Linked DNA regions of Urocitellus parryii: region 2 is linked to region 1. Evidence: chromatin contacts called from public Hi-C data. All regions are on one chromosome and are shown on one strand. The core of a region is the stretch at or near the end of the contact, and the rest is flanking DNA. Distances in the headings are between cores, read along the strand shown.

What was found. A called contact is a pair of places that touch in the nucleus more often than the background predicts.
Region 2: a contact with region 1 is called in a Hi-C map of muscle, with 5 times the contacts expected there. The contact joins the promoter of Cox18 here to the promoter of Ankrd17 in region 1. A contact is called at or near these places in 2 of 2 Hi-C or Micro-C datasets (liver and muscle).

Annotation. Positions count from the first base shown.
Region 1 is chr10:88,750,498-88,753,197 of mUroPar1.hap1, forward strand. It overlaps Ankrd17 (ankyrin repeat domain 17), which reads left to right and starts at 1,393. Exons shown (of 33, transcript XM_077803459.1): 1 at 1,393-1,873. The coding sequence starts at 1,481.
Region 2 is chr10:88,903,240-88,905,939 of mUroPar1.hap1, forward strand. Cox18 (cytochrome c oxidase assembly factor COX18) reads left to right here and starts at 1,331. Exons shown (of 6, transcript XM_026402581.2): 1 at 1,331-1,860. The coding sequence starts at 1,519.

The DNA of each region.
Region 1 (2,700 bases), core at 143-2,642:
TGATTTCACGAGTAACGCACACAGTAGGCACATGATGAATTTCTGCTTGAATGAATTGATTTAGTCATCGCCAATTCTGCTGTGGTACTCTGTAAAGTACTGGCAACTGCCCACATTTCATATGGCATGCTAGTGCTAAAAACAAAAATGCTACGAAAAAAAAAATTCAGGCACGCTTGGCTAAACTTAGCAGTCTTAAAATGGCAACTATGTCAGTTGAGACACACTTTTTATCTTGTGCCAGTACGTCTGTCTTTGATGTTTGCTTCATTTTCCTTATGCCACTATACTCGTACTAGAACAGAAATGGATAATTCTGAGTTCAATAAACTACACTATCATTTCAAAACTTCTGCAAGTTCTCCAGACACTTAAAAATGATCTCAGAATCCCGACAGTAATATTCTTTCAAAGAAATATATGGAGACAAACATGATTACTTATGACGCTCGCTTCACAGATAAAAGTTGTGCTGGTTAGAAGTGGAACAGCTAGATTAGAGACAATCGTCTGCAAACTCCGGCACAGATCCCACATCTTTTCTCCTCTTTTGAGTTGTAATGATCTTACACATCGCCTAATCTACTTTTTTTCACATTACACATGTGTAATACTCAGGTCCAGGAAGTCTCTGATCCAAGACTTCAACTTAGGCAAGAGATGCTCTTTTTCTTACTCAAAGCCTCCTCTCAAGATCCAGAACCCTAATTCCGGATTTGGCGGCGGAAAAAAAAAATGGCCAGACTAAAACTCCACACAACAGGTCCAGAACGCGGCCCCACTTCCCGGATCTGGCGGACCCCGCTGACTGTTAACAAAGTGTGGGTACCGCGCTTCCGCACTCGGCTCGTATTCTCGAGGCCCGCCCTCACGCCCCGCAACTGCGCGCCCGCGCGGTCCGGGTCCGGGTCCGGCCCTCGAAATCTCCCTTTCGATTTTTGGCCACCCGCGCGCCACCGCTCAGGCGACGGCTGATGGCGTCACTTGCGCTTCCGCCTGCGGCTGCGTTCTAATCACTAGCCAGGAAGGAAGAAGGGAGGGCTGTGTGTGGGGGAAGTAGCGGGGAAAGAGAAGAAATCCCGGCGCTCGTGGGCACTCAGGCGGAAACCGCGACCTCTGCTCTGCCTTGCCGTTCCCATCGGAAGCCACCCCGGGCACACTTCCCTTGTGTCTTTTTAGTTTCCCCTCCTCTGGGTCCCTCGACATCCGTCTCCCTCTACGCTTCGGCACCCCCCCTCCTCCCGCGCCTTGCTCCCTCACGCTCCCTCCCTCCCATCGTCAGGCTCCCCGCCCTTAGTATCGCGAGACGAGGTGAGAGCTGGCGGAGCGGCGGCGGCGGCGGCGGCGGCAGTAGAGGTGACCGAGGCGGTGGCGGCGGAGGCGGCACCAAACGCTGTGTTGGCCCCGGTGCGGCCGAAGTCGCGGTAGAGCGTAGCCCCCAGGCCCCTCCTCCGTCCGCGCCCTCCCTCTTTCCCTGGGGATGGAGAAGGCGACGGTTCCGGTGGCGGTGGCGGCGGCTGAGGGAGAAGGGAGCCCCCCGGCGGTGGCGGCGGTGGCGGGCCCCCCCGCGGCGGCGGCGGAGGTCGGCGGCAGCGTTGGCGGCGGCAGCGGGGCTCCCTCGGCTTCGTCTCCTCGTGGGATGGTGCGAGTCTGCGACCTGCTCCTGAAGAAGAAGCCGCCGCAGCAGCAACACCACAAGGCCAAGCGTAACCGGACTTGCCGACCCCCCAGCAGCAGCGAAAGCAGCAGCGACAGCGACAACAGCGGCGGCGGCGGAGGCGGCGGTGGAGGAGGAGGTGGCGGCGGCGGCACCAGCAGCAACAACAGCGAGGAAGAAGAGGACGACGACGACGAGGAAGAGGAGGTTTCTGAGGCAAGGGCCTGGTTTCAAAGGAAGGAGGGAGGAAGGGACTGTAAAGGTTTGGGGCCGAAGGTGGGAGGGGACTTGCGGTGGGACAGATTGTTCTAGGTTGGTCTATCTTGGGGTCTAGGCTTTCAACTGCCCCCTTTCTTTCCTCGGCCTAAATTGTGAGGTGTGGGAACGTGGGGGAGGGTAGCTGACACGTGGGGGTGGGAGGACCACAGAGTTCGTGAACAGCCTGTTATCTGGGATGGTTAACACGGTAAGGATGGAGAAAATTAGTTAGACTCCCCATTTGCACACCCCGGAGAAGGGTGGTCTGCCTGGGGCCAGTAGGGCCACTTATTCCTGAGGCGGGGGCGGAGCTAAAACGGGAGGAGTAAGATAATAGGTAGATGAGTCTCTCTGGGAACCCTAGGAGGAGGTTGATAGATTTCTTCCAGTTGTGAGGTGGAGGGGAGCAGTTTTGGAGGGACCCTAAGATTGTAAATGTACTTGGAGTTAAGTGTTTGGTGTGGGAGACACGTGATAGGCTGTACTTTTCCATACTGTTGTGCTGCAGGGTTTTTTTCATAACCATTGTGGCTGCTGAAGTAACCTTCGCTTCTTAAATCTCAAGGATTTTAGATGAACTCATCTTCTATCCTTACACATTTATAATAACTCAGTGGATGAAAAATGTATTTGATCCTTACCTATACATACACATATATCGTCAGGTGCTTCCTAAGTGGAAAGAATTAAGCTGGGACCTATTATTTTTCAAATAATAAGGGGCAGCAAATTGTGTGTTTTGCAACCAGGCTTGGTTGTAGTGAGTTGAAATAGAAAGGCCTCTT
Region 2 (2,700 bases), core at 81-2,580, 150 kb after region 1:
ATTGTAAATAAAAATGTATTTTTACATTTATCAAACAATAAGAACACAGTAATGCTGTATGAGTAGCCTTTTGGAGGGTGAGTTGTTTTGTGCTGGAGTTTGAACCCAGGACCTTCTTTACACAGGCACTCTACCACTGAATCACACCCACCCCCAGCTAGTGTAGGTTATCTTTATGATGACAGAGTAGCTGGGAGCTGCAGCAAGAATATAAATTATTAGCCTAAGAAAATATTTAAAATTTGGAGTACAGTTACCACTGAATGCATATAGCTTTCACACTATCACAAAATCGGAAAATCCTAAGTGGAACCATGCAGGGCTTTATACATTTAGTTACTCTGTAAGGAACTCAAAGCTGAGGAAACCATTAACTGTGACATAACCCTAAAATTAAGGACAGTGGTAGAGTGCTTGCCTAACATGCATAAGGCTTTGGGTTTGACCCCAGCAGCACTGCCCTCTCCCGCTCAAAAAAAATGCTGTCCTATAATCTGGCAACAACAACAAAAACTCATTCCTATAAATCTGGCATCACAGTACGTTTGAACTATATTTTAAAAACTTCCTTTTGAGGGGCTGCGGTTGTGGCTCGGTGGCAAAGCGCTCACCTTGCACATGTGAGGCACTGGGTTCTATCCTCAGCACCACATAAAAATAAATAAAGATACTATGTCCCTCTATAACTTAAAAAATTTTTTTTTTAAAAAAACAAGGTTCTTTTGAATAGAAACTTTAGAATATTATTTCAAGATGATTACACCGAAGGAAAAAAATCCATTTTTTAATCACTGTAGAGGTTAAATAATCCATTCTTTTGATGTATTTTTACTTGAGTTACTGCCCGTGATCCTTACTATTTAAATCAGAAGATAATACGTAAGATTTTTGCTACTATATATAATGTATCGAAGGAAACTGGGGTTTAAAACGCTAGCCGGAAAAGATGGACCAATGAAATATTATACCAAAGACTAAATTATGCCTAATGTTTAACGAATGCTGATTAACACCACTTTCGGGAAAGCCGGCATTTCAGCAAAGCATTGACTCTTGGGCACTATTGTCGTACAGAATGTCTAGCGGAAGCAGTTGGATGCACGAAAAATGGTGAGGAACAACTTCTGGACACAAAACCACATAGCAAGCAGAGTTCACTACCAATAACACGATTAGGCTTGGTGAAAACGCAGAAGACTAGATTATAAAGTAAACTCTCCCTAGAGAACACCCCGCCCCTGTCCGCAGTTCCGGTCGGGACCCCAGCCGCTGGAGCTCCTCCAGTGAGTTCCAGAACTGCCTAGTGCCGCGTGGGAAAGGTGGGACTTCCTTGACTCTTACGTCATCTCCAGTGCGACGCAAGACGTCACCGACTTGAATAGGAAGGTCAATCGGAAGGCTGCGGAACGGCGCGCACGGCTACGCCTAGTGCAGTTGGCGCCTGCGCGGGGTCTGGGTTGAGCCGTGCGAATCGCCGGTCCCGGAGTCCCGCGACCTGAGCTCCGCTCCAACGTAGGCATGATGTGTGGGATGGGTGGTCGGTGGCAGCGGTTGCTACCTACCCTACAGCTGCGGACTAGGGGCCTGCCTCTTCTGCCATCCCTCTGGAACGGCGCCAACCCCCCAGCTCTCCCAATGTGGGCGGTGGCGTCAGTTTCTGCAGTTTCCCCCGACGGTGCGGGCGGCTGGTACGAGGCCCTGGCCGCGTCCGCGCCGGTGCGGGCCGCTGAGGAAGTGCTGCTCTGCGCGCACGCCGCCACAGGCCTTCCCTGGTGGGGCAGCATTTTGCTCACCACCGTGGCCCTGCGCGGCGCGGTCACGCTGCCCCTGGCCGCTTACCAGCACTACATCCTGGCCAAGGTGAGGAGCGCCGAGCCGCGCGCATACTTGCTGTCGCCCTAGCAGTGGAGGTTAGACGTCTTCCTGGGTCTCAGATCCCGCTATGGTACCATAGTGTTATTGTTAGTCATCGAGGCCACTTTATTACTAAAAATTTTAAGTGGCATTGGATGTGTAAATATTCTGTCACAGGTGTACCTGAAATTTTCGTTTGTCCTCCTGAGTTTGTGCTCAGAGCACAAGTGGTTACTCAACTTGTTCATGATGAGACCAGTAAAGAAATGAGAATATTGTTTGCTTGTACAAATGTTTAAGAACGAATTCTACTACTATGTATAATTATGCACCGATAATTTTTTTCACACTACAAGCAAAAACTAAAGTCATCAAACATTACACTTTAAAAAAATCAGAAGAAATTGTATGGAAAAAACTATGTAACATTAACATCTTAAAAAGTTTTATCAGGCAGTATGTCAGCAGCATCTTTGACCAAAGTATTCCAGCTTATATTTCTTATAAGAAAGAAACTACTAAGGTATCAGTTTGCAAACAATATCTTATCTTGGCACTTACCACCTGTAACAGTTTTGCTGTCACTTGACTTTTTAGGACATCCTTCTTTCTGTGGTGTCAGTATAAAAATACCTTCCTTTACATAACAACTTCATGATATGAAATCATATAACATGAGTTGAAATGCTTTGAAAACAAAAAGGGATTATTATTGTGAGATTTCATAAATACGGTTTTCATATTATTATAGTTAGGAAAAAGTTACTGGAAAGCAAAACAAGAAAGGTAGCGGCAGCAGCATGAAGGCAGTGAGCTTCTTTACAGAAAGAACACAGGGCAAGAATA